Regions from separate parts of the Rattus norvegicus genome. Here region 1 is linked to region 2. The links are chromatin contacts, called in public Hi-C maps. All regions are on one chromosome and are shown on one strand. Each heading gives the region's core, a stretch centred on a gene start, on an enhancer-like site or on the middle of the called end of the contact. The rest is flanking DNA. Distances are from core to core; before and after follow the strand shown.

Region 1 (5,027 bases), core at 126-2,625, 110 kb before region 2:
CATCCCAGAATGCTTCTGGAATGCTAGAAGGCGTGCTGACCTCAAAGGTGAAGGGGTAGGCATGCTCGCCCAGCTTCTTGATGAGTCGCTCTTGTAGCCGAGTCAGTGGCTTCTTGTCCTCAGGGGCCGGTGGGAAGGACTGCACGTTAGCCACAAACAGGTCTTTGCGAAAAGTCAGACCCAAGACATCCAGGTCTTCCCGGCCATACCGGAAGGCGCAGGTCAGTGTCACGTAGACTGTGAGGAGCAGGGGAACTGAGGAAGGGCCTGGGAGGGTAGCATACAACACCCCCGTCCCCAGATCTCCAGCTGTAACCCTAGGGTTTGTGTACTGGAGGCTACAAGCCTGTCCCAGGTTTAAATAGGGTGAGTACACTGCCCTCTGACACAAGGTGCCTTCAAGGGCAGCCTTGATATGGTCTCTTAGGAAGGAGCCTCCTGATGGCCCTCCCCAGGTCACTCCGGCCCAAGAGTATGGAGGGGCAGGAAGGATGGTTAGGCAGCCTAGCAGCCATGGTGGTTGGATTAGATTGGCAGGCAGGGGGAGGGGCAGGGAGACAGCCTAGGGGGAAGCACCCAGAAGGCTGTGTCTAAGAGGTGGGGGAACCTCAACCTGCCTAACCCTAACCTTGTACACAGACCTTCCACTTTTACCATCTATACAATGAGATCCTCTCTCCTGTACCGGTGCCACCCACCCTCCCCCAAGCCTTGCAGTCTATTAATGGGACAGGGCTTGGAACAGAAGCTCTTATACAGGGGACAAGAAGCAGGAGACCTCTGCACCAGAGGACATCAGAGTTCTGACTATGGTAAACGCACTGGTTCATTTAAGGAACCAGGAAAATGGACAGGGAGAAGCCATGAGATTAGCCGAGGTCCTGCTTAAGCATCAAGCAGTGTGCCAATGTCACTGGAGAGCAGGGGATGTGGAACATCTGGCATGCTGAGAGTCAGAGGGACACAGCTTACCTCGCCTTTCTTTGAGATACTCAGGATCCACCAGGACCACGCCATCTGGGGGAGAGAATGAATGGAGTCCCCATGTGTGTGACCTTCTCAACCTGAGTACCAACCACCCACTCAAACCCGAAGGTCATAAGACACACTGTCCGTTTGGGTGTGGCCCTCTGCAGGATGTGCACCTACTATCAGAGCCACTGACGGCTCTACAGGAGAACATGGCAACAGTCTCAGGCTGTAGAACAATGTTTCAAGGAACAGTATATTTATAACAATGTTTCACAGTATATGTGAGGTATATACTGCCTAGGGACATCATGGTGATTTTAGTTTGTGTAAGCACACTGTGTCCTCCACACAGTGACAAAACCACATAAGGACATTTCTCCGAATTGCCATCATTAAATGACTAATCTCGCTAAGGGGCTGGCTATGGTAAATGGCCTTGAGTCATGTTAGGCGAGCTTTGTAATAAACAGACACTCCACCAGGCTTTCGGATCAGCGAGATTTTCAGAGCTTCCTGAAACATGATGGGGAATTGGGGGGAGGCGGGAGAGGGGGCCTCTGATCAGTATCTGTCAGGGCAACAGATGGGCAGTGTGCGTCAATGTGCGCACGGGTAAATTTTGTCACGCATAGAAGTATTTGGACAGCCCCTGGCACGTTTGAGCACGAATGTTACGGTCTGAATCTGAAATGCCCTCCAAAGGCTGATGTATTGAAAGCTGATCTCCAAAGCAACAGTGTCTGCCTTTGGAAAACAACTGGCTCACAGGGCTCTACCACACCAGGGAATTCATAGCTTAATGGGTTCTGGAAGGTGGTGGGCACCGTAGGAGACGGGTCTAGTAGGAGGAAGAACGTCAATGCCTTGTATTTGGTTCTCAGTCCTTTCTTCCCTCTCTGCCTCCTGGTCATTGGGAAGGATGTAGCTTGCTTTCTCCACATGCTCCCGGTCACGGCATTCTGCCTCACTGCAGTGCCATAGCACTGAGCGACTGTGGGCTGAAAGCTCTAAAGCCCAAGTAAGTGAACATCTTGTCACAGCAATAAAATGACTCACGCACACTGGAGAAAATGGGATGAAGCCCAATGTCTCTCACAAGGGCTGTCCTTGGGAGCAGAGCATCTGGCAGGGCACAGAGAATCCATCTCAGCTGAGCACCCCAGGAGGTAGGAGCACCATCCAAGGGACCATGCAGGCACACACGCACCCACGCACGCATGCACACATGCACGCATGTACACACACCCACTCTAACACATACCCCACCCCTATGACTGATTACTCAAAGTATCTTAAGAAACAGTGAGGGTTGGGGATTTAGCTCAGTGGTAGAGCGCTTGCCTAGGAAGCGCAAGGCCCTGGGTTCGGTCCCCAGCTCCGGAAAAAAAAAAAAAAAGAACCAAGAAACAGTGAGGGCTGGAGGGATGGCTCAGCGGTTAAGAGCACTGACTGCTCTTCCAGAGGTCCTGAGTTCCATCCCCAGCAACCACATGGTGGCTCGCACCCATCTGTAATAGAGTCCGATGCCCTCTTCTGGTGTGTCTGAGGACAGCGACAGAGCACTCGTATAACATAAAATAAAGAAAGAAAGACAGTGAGTACTTTGGCCTCAGGTTACAGGGATATCCCAGTCCATCCTCAGGGTCACCCACCCCTCCATGCATGCTTTTCCATGACTGGGCACCTGGAGCTCAGTTGAGGGTAAATACAATGACCCAGTGAGGGCATTTGCCCCTTTCACCATTGCTTCCTCAATTGGGTGGAGGGGGATAACTTGGAGCCCGGCCCCACAGAATAAGGCAGGGTTGTTCACTAGATGACAGGAAAGCCAGAGGGGAAAGTTCAGCTCAGTAGCCTGAGAGCAATGAAGTGTAAAGGCCTGGAGGAGAGGACACTCAGAGCTGGTGCAAATACTCCATCAGCTAGGCACTGGGCCTTGGGTGCTGGGCCCAGGGCTAGCACCAGGTCCTTGCCCCAGAAGGGATGGTGGAGTGAAGGGAAGACAGGGCCAGTTCAGAGAGGGCAGTGTCATAGACAGAGGGCTTCTTACTGAGGCAAATGACCAAACCTGGACATTGGGTTCTCAGGTCTAGCAGGGAACCTGGCATGGAGTAGTACCCTCCAGTGCCAGTGTGTATGTGTTGGAGATCTGGTTCTCTCCTTTTCTCGGCTATCCACAGTCTCTTCTGTGGACTCGGATTATGAACACTGACCCACAAGAACTTTTGGGAAACCACTGCCTGAAGCTGGGCACAGGTGAAACCCAGGGAAACCCAGGGCCCAGGGCCTCAGAAAAGCCAGTTCTGGAGAAAACGCAAATGGTGGAACATCAGAAGACTTACACACTGCCCCCGGGACAAGGCTGGAGAGGAAGAGTAGGTGGTTCTGTCCCAGGTCCTAGAGGAAGGGGCCTGGATCAAAGCCAGCATCTTCAGTTTGCAGCCCCGTCAATACCCCAGGGGCTCAAGCCCCCGGGGCTTCTGCTTACATTCACCAAGGTCTTCTCTCCATGAGCCGACTCTGGCACTTCAAGGTTCCTCTTAGCCCGAGGACAGGGCACAAGAGCACGGCAGCATCTCTAAGGCAATTTCCTTTTTTTTTTTTTTAAAGATTCATTTATGTGTTACATATAAGCACGCGGGGTAGCTGTCTTCAGACACACCAGAAGAGGGCATCAGATCTCATTACAGATGGTTGTGAGCCACCAATGTGGTTGCAGGGATTTGAACTCAGGACCTCTGGAAGAGCAGTCAGTCTCTTAACCACTGAGCCATCTCTCCAGCCCTCTAAGACAATTTCTTCGGCCAGTTTCCTCAGGCCTCAGTTTGCATCATTGTGACTGCCCCCACCTCCTTTTTTGCCCATGACCATCTTTTTAAAAAATAACAACTGAACATCTCTGGCCCCGGTGTGTCCATCTGTAAACCAGATGACTCTGAACCTCCCAGTACAACATGAAAAGAGCCCGAGAGACCAATGTCTCTCTGTAGCGGCAGCTCTTCTGAGCACGGGCAATTTACTCCCACAGGGTCATTTAGCGCATTGTCATGACAGGGTGGTGGTAGGGGTAGTTCTGGTTTCTAATGGGTAGGGACCAAGGATGCTGGCAAACATCCTGCAATGTCCGGGCAGACAGATGCCACCAACTAAGAATAATCCAAACCAAGATGACAACAGTTCCAAGGGACAGAAACCCTGAACTCAGCCAACCCCTAGGGAGCCAATTGCCGCTGTGACACAGTGTCTCGGGCAGAGTCCTGTGTAGATGAGGGCAGCCTCTATTTCAGAAGTCCTGAGAAAGATTTCCCTAGGAGACAGCAGAGCCAGAGGCTAGAATTTTGACTCGCTAGCTTTGTAACCTGGAACAAGTCGCTAAGCCTCTCTGTGCCTCATTCTGTCGGGAAAGCATGAGTTATCGCCGCTGCACAGCAAGCCTTATGTAAGATACGCGGCTGCTGTTCTTCTCTGTCTTAGAGCAGTTGAAGGCCACTGTCTTGACTAGGGAAGAGCTGTCCAGAAACTGCTTCCTGAGCAGGAAGCCTTGCCCACCCATTCTGTGTGCCAGAGCTCTGGAGATGGGGCTCTCCCCTGGCCCACTGCCCAGCACTCACCCACGGGGTCCACCAGGTCAATGTGGTCCACAAAGTCCCGCTTTCCCAGGTAGACGGTGAGCTAGGGAGGAGAGGCACAACATTAGTGGCAGTGGAACCTCGGAACACAGGACCCCCACCCTGAAGCTAACGCTGACACTGACACACACACATCCCTAACCCTTACTGGAACCACAGCAAGATATGGCTCCTTGCCCCAAACCTAATATTAACAATAATAGACCTTTGAAATGTTTTAAACACCTCTGCCTCCCAAGCCCCTAGGAAAGAGTTGTTATTCCTCCCATTTTATAGACAAACACATTGAGGCCTAGGGAGTTCTTCAAGCCAAACACCACTGAGGAGTTGGGGGTAAAGCTGCAGGGGCAAAGCAGAACAAAACAGGAGAGTGGGGTATCCTGGCGAGGACTGGGGGGCAGGCAGACAAGCTGAGTGCTCTAGGCA
Region 2 (5,309 bases), core at 1,198-3,697:
TTGCAGGTGTGAATTAAGGAAGAGTATATCAGACCGTGAACCCCTGGAATTTACCTAGGACTGAAACAGGCCACTGTGGCCTCAGCACGCAAGGTCAGGTGGCCTCCAGCAGTATTGACATCCAGAGTATCAACGGAGAAGTCACGCTAACCATCAGCACAGTCATTTTTAAATTTTTATTTACTTTTATTTCATGCACGCTGGTGTTTTTCTTGCATGTATGGGTGTGTAAGGGTGTCAGATCACCTGAAAATGGAGTTACAGTTGTAAGCTGACATGTAAGACTGGGAATTGAACCTGGGTCCTCTGGTGGACAAGCCAGTGTTCCTAACCACTAAGCCATCTCTCCAGTCCTGGCTCTTCAGTGAGAGGTATCATTGAATTTTCTGAGCTGGAAGGACAGATGTTTGAGGAACATAGAGAAATGGCAAACAGGAAGAAGAAGATCTCCACAAGGGTGTTCACAGGCACCCACCACTGACACCAGCAACTCCAGACGTCTTCAATTCCACTCAACCTCAATTTTGTTGTCACAATTAGGACCCTGACTCTCTTGTCTCTTTGGTTCTTCTATTTTTCCTCCTCCTCTCTGGTCTCTTTGCTCAGCTCTCACAGAACATTTATTTTTCAACAATTTTTTTTTGGTTCTTTTTTTTGGAGCTGGGGACCGAACCCAGGGCCTTGCGCTTCCTAGGCAAGCGCTCTACCACTGAGCTAAATCCCCAACCCCATTTTTCAACAATTTTATTTTACTTTTTTTCTCTCTGTTGGCAGCACTGTGATGTGAGGAGCTCATGGTCATGCCTAGAGCACTACCATCAGGGCAGCTGGTACAGGTCTTCAGACACAAGGAGATAGTTATAAGAAGACAGCCATAGCTGTGGTGCACTACAAATGGAGAAACATCTTTGTCAGGTGACAGAACAACTTGACTCCATCCAATAATTAGAAGCCCTCTTGTAACAAGGTCAAAATAAGTTCATTCCTGTTTTTTGTAAAACTTGGGTTTGACCCTGTCGTCAACCCATTTTCTGGAATTTGACATGTTCCATACTCTATACCCTGATTCCACCCTGATAAGATGTTCTGCTAAGTTCCTGCGTAGCCAACATTCCTCTAGGAAATGACACCTAGTCTTGCAAATTTTGAGCTATATAAATTTCACTTCTATGTTTGATGCTATTCTTTAAAACCCCACTTTAGGGAGACAGCCCTGTCTGATAGAAAATAAAGCTTGCTTGTCTCAAAGAATTTAATTAATGGTTTTTACTTTTGTTCGGTGGGATTAATACAGGGTGAATCAGAGTCCTCTGGAGATGACTGAGCCACAAACACTGTAGTACAAGTTACACCGGCAGGTTCTGCTTCTGGGCAATGAACGATTTGCTAATGTGGACATCAGGGTTCGTGTGAAGGGGAGGTCCTGTAGCTTAGATTTATACTATTCAACAGTCTGTCCCTGAAGCCCTGGTGGTTTATTACTTTGACAGGTCCCTGCTGGTATCCCACCCTGTTTCGAGTCCAAAACGTTCATAGGTCCGTGTGGATGTGCTCACTACCAGAAACCCTACAAAAAGCCCATCTCATGGATCAGGGTTTACCTTTGTAATAAAGATCGTAGGATTTTAATATTTTAAAAAGGATGTGTGTGTAAGCTGGAGAGATGGCTCGGTGGTTAAGAGCACCGACTGCTCTTCCAGAGGTTCTGAGTTCAATTCCCAGCAACCACATGGTGGCTCACAACCACCTGTAATGAGATCTGATGCCCTCTTCTGGTGTGTGTGAAGACAGTAGTGTACTTATATATAATAAATCTAAAAAAAAATTGAAAAAAAAAGACGTGTGTGTATGTATGCGCGCGCGCGCGTGTGTGTTATGCTTATATATACGAATATACGTCCATGGTTTTTGACAGTCTGTAACTTACTGTGCCATCCCCTAAATACATTTCAATGAAAGTTTTCATTAGTATAGATGTGAAGGAGGCTAAAATCTGTTATATTTGTTAGTGTGTGCTTATGCTTGTGGTTTGCATCTCTAGTCTCAAGGTTTTTCTGTTCTAAGTTTTTTTATTTATTTACATATTTATTTTTGAGTTGGAAGCTCTTACAGCCCAAGCTGGCCTCGAATTCGCTACATATAGTCAATGATGACTTTAAACTTGTTGTGATCCTCTACCTCTTTAGTGCTGGAATCACAGGTGTGCTCCACCATTCTACGTAGGTACATTGATCATTTTCAGACCAGAATTAAATATGCACTTCCCGTTCGGCCCACACTACAGGTTGCTAGGTTACACTTTTTTCCTTCCTTTACGACTCTGTAGACGCAAAACTTCACTTCCCAGGAACACTTGCAAGTGTGTCCGTCGCGTAGCGTCGCGTCATTGCTCCCGCCCTATATACCTACTTCCGCCCGCGAGCCACTTCCTTTCCTTTCAGCGGCGCGCGGCAGCAAGATGGCGGTGCAGATTTCCAAGAAGAGGAAGGTAAGCGTCTGGGTTCTGTCCGGGAATCCGCCGCGTGTTCTAAAGGTGCCCGGGAGGCCCATGGCTCCGTGGTCGGTCCTGAGGAGCGGCTGGGCCCTCCTGCGGTCTCTGCGAGCCGCGGATGGCCGTAGATTGTGTGCTGGGCCGGAGCCGGGCGAGTGCAGTGTGTCTGGGGAAGGGAGGCACAAACTCGAGTTCTGGACCGACACGAATACCGGGCGTCTCCAGTTCCGGACTAGACAGCTTTGAGCGTTTCTTGGTCTGCATAACTAGTGATCCTGTGGCACAATTAGAGGGCCTGCGCCATCAGATCTAATCCAGTTTCTTTGGTAAGTGAAGTTTAGCAGTCCCTTGTTCTCTTATCCTTGTCATCCTGCAAGTGGCCATAGTTGAAATCCTATTGACTTGGCTTGTTCACTCGGGACTTGAAGCAGCAGCGTCCCCTGGTTTTTTCGTTTTTTAAAATCATTCCATGGGGGAAAAATGCACAAATTGTCAGGTTTAGAAGTAGATGGCCTGTCGTGTTTGTGCTTATGCACACTAATGGTAAAGCTGTTGTCCACAGTGTTGTTTGGAGTTAGGATTCCCAGGTACAACTTACACAGCCCCAGCTGTGCAGAAAGAACTGTAAATGTGCTACTTGGGGACAGAGTTTGTCTTTTGTGTGTAGATTATGTGGTAAAGCCCTTCGATGAAGAGGTGATGACGAGTCTGACTAGGAGGTATTTGTCTTTGCCCAGGATGCCTCACTGCGCTGCGTTCTGTGGCACAGTTGTGAGCACTGTGGTCAAAGAAACTTCCTAAAGATGACCAAGAGGCATTTGTCTGAGAAGGGTTGCTGCACTCCTGCAGGGCCATTGGGCTTGCTCTGGCTAATGAGAACTCTTAGCCCTGTTTAACTTCAGAGTTAACTTGTTTCTTTGGTTTAGTTTGTAGCTGATGGCATCTTCAAAGCTGAACTGAATGAGTTTCTCACTCGGGAGCTGGCTGAAGATGGCTACTCTGGAGTTGAAGTCCGAGTTACGCCGACCAGAACAGAAATCATTATTTTAGCCACCAGGTAAAAATACCATTGACTGGTTATCCCCTCTAAATACTGTGTGTATTAAGATGCTATGTAGACCAGGGCCAACTTAAGTAGTAAACCTTGTCTTGGTGAGTGTAGCTACTTTTTAAAAATTGCATTTGAAAAGATTTCCATTTAATGTGTGTACTGATCTTGTAGTAGATGGCAGGTGGGATTTTGAGTAAATTATAACTTCCTGTCTACAGAACACAGAATGTTCTTGGGGAGAAGGGTCGTCGGATCAGAGAGCTGACTGCAGTTGTCCAGAAGCGGTTTGGCTTCCCTGAAGGCAGCGTAGAGGTGAGTTCCCCTGCTTTATTTACCGGGACTTTAGACTGAAGATGTGGCTTCTGCTATAGAATGGTACTTCTGAGAACCTGACATAGAGCTCAAACACAAAGAAAACCTGACATGGCCAGTGAATACAGGTGGATTGGTGCTCTGCCAGTTTCCTTAAAAGCAGAGTGATCGCCATGCGTGGCAGGGCCACATCTTTATCCTGGCACGCAGAAGGCAGGATAAGGGCAGTGCAGAGCTAGTCAGGGCTGCCCTGTGAGACCCTGTCTTAAATCAGAGACAGTATGATTAAGTGTGTGGGATATTCTGGTGAAGTATTTTACATTCCATTTGGATGCACAGGTGGGTTTGCTGTCCTTACTGTGTTGTGGGGAGCCAACATAGAAGGGCAACTCAGCTGCCTTCTGTGGGGAGTGGGAATACTTTAGTATCTAAGGGATATCGCAGTGGCTTAACTGAAGATTGGTGAGTGATGGAAATGTACTTTTTCTTTAAAGCTGTATGCAGAAAAAGTGGCCACAAGAGGTCTGTGTGCCATTGCCCAGGCAGAGTCTCTACGCTACAAACTCTTAGGAGGGCTTGCAGTTCGAAGGTAAGTGTTCTGAGACTTGGTGGCCATGCCCTTCTGTGGATCAGTGTGTGTCTGACATTTTTGTTGGCAAATAACTTCATTGACAGAGTCATCTTTTTGCTGGTGTAATAGGGTAGTCCATGGGCTGGAGAGATGGCTCAGTGGTTAAGAGCACTGACTCCTCTTCCAGAGGTCCTGAGTTCAATTCCTAGCAACCACATGGTGGCTCACAACCATCTGCAACACAATCTGATGTTCTCTTCTGCTGTATCTGAAGAGAGTGACAGGGTACTCACTTATATAAAGTAAATAAAATCTTTTAAAAAAAATAAGACAAATTATAAAAAAAAATAGGGTAGTCCATGCCCCCACTGAACCACTAGGCTAACTAGACTGGTAGGCTGGTGACACATGTATCTATGCTAAAGTTGGAAGACTTTGATTTGGGAGGACCAGCCTGGGCTACAGGATAGACCCCTAAAGAATGGTCAGTGCTATGATGAGATGCTGTGGGTATGTTGAGAATGAAAGAATATATAGAATCCTACAGGGAGGGACATCTGCTTTGTGAGGTTTAGTGAGGACCCTGGATGGGTGAGCAGTAACGCCTCCTTCCTTTCTGCCTGTGAGGGAGGACATCTGAGTGCAGCTTTAGTGCTTCCGGACAGCACAGGTTTCCAAACAAGCTAGAAGTCATGTGACTCTGGTAGTGCGCCCACGGTGGGAACTATAAAGAGCCGTTCTGATGGGAAAGCCTCCAAACGAGACAGTTATATCAGTGATTGGCTAGGTGCCATTGCCTACCCTTACTCAGTGCTGAGGGTAGAAAGTCAGCAACTCAAATAGAGGCTAGTCTGGGGGGGAAGCTTTGTCTCAAAAAACAAAAC

The links. A called contact is a pair of places that touch in the nucleus more often than the background predicts.
Region 1: a Hi-C map of the Rat2 cell line shows a contact between it and region 2, with 5 times the contacts expected there. The contact joins the enhancer-like site here to the promoter of Rps3 in region 2.

What each region holds. Positions count from the first base shown.
Region 1 is chr1:163,298,194-163,303,220 of GRCr8, reverse strand. It overlaps Arrb1 (arrestin, beta 1), which reads right to left. Exons shown (of 16, transcript NM_012910.2): 3 at 4,584-4,644; 4 at 973-1,017; 5 at 41-237. Among named protein-coding and RNA genes, the nearest start is that of Mir326, 35 kb to the right of the region's middle. Within about 2 kb of position 1,375, at least 13 of the 93 cell types and tissues checked have an H3K27ac peak or open chromatin away from gene starts, as enhancers often do.
Region 2 is chr1:163,192,914-163,198,222 of GRCr8, reverse strand. It overlaps Rps3 (ribosomal protein S3), which reads left to right and starts at 2,447. Exons shown (of 7, transcript NM_001009239.1): 1 at 2,447-2,488; 2 at 3,418-3,548; 3 at 3,761-3,854; 4 at 4,349-4,443. The coding sequence starts at 2,459. Snord15a (small nucleolar RNA, C/D box 15A) reads left to right here and starts at 3,175; the gene lies at 3,175-3,322.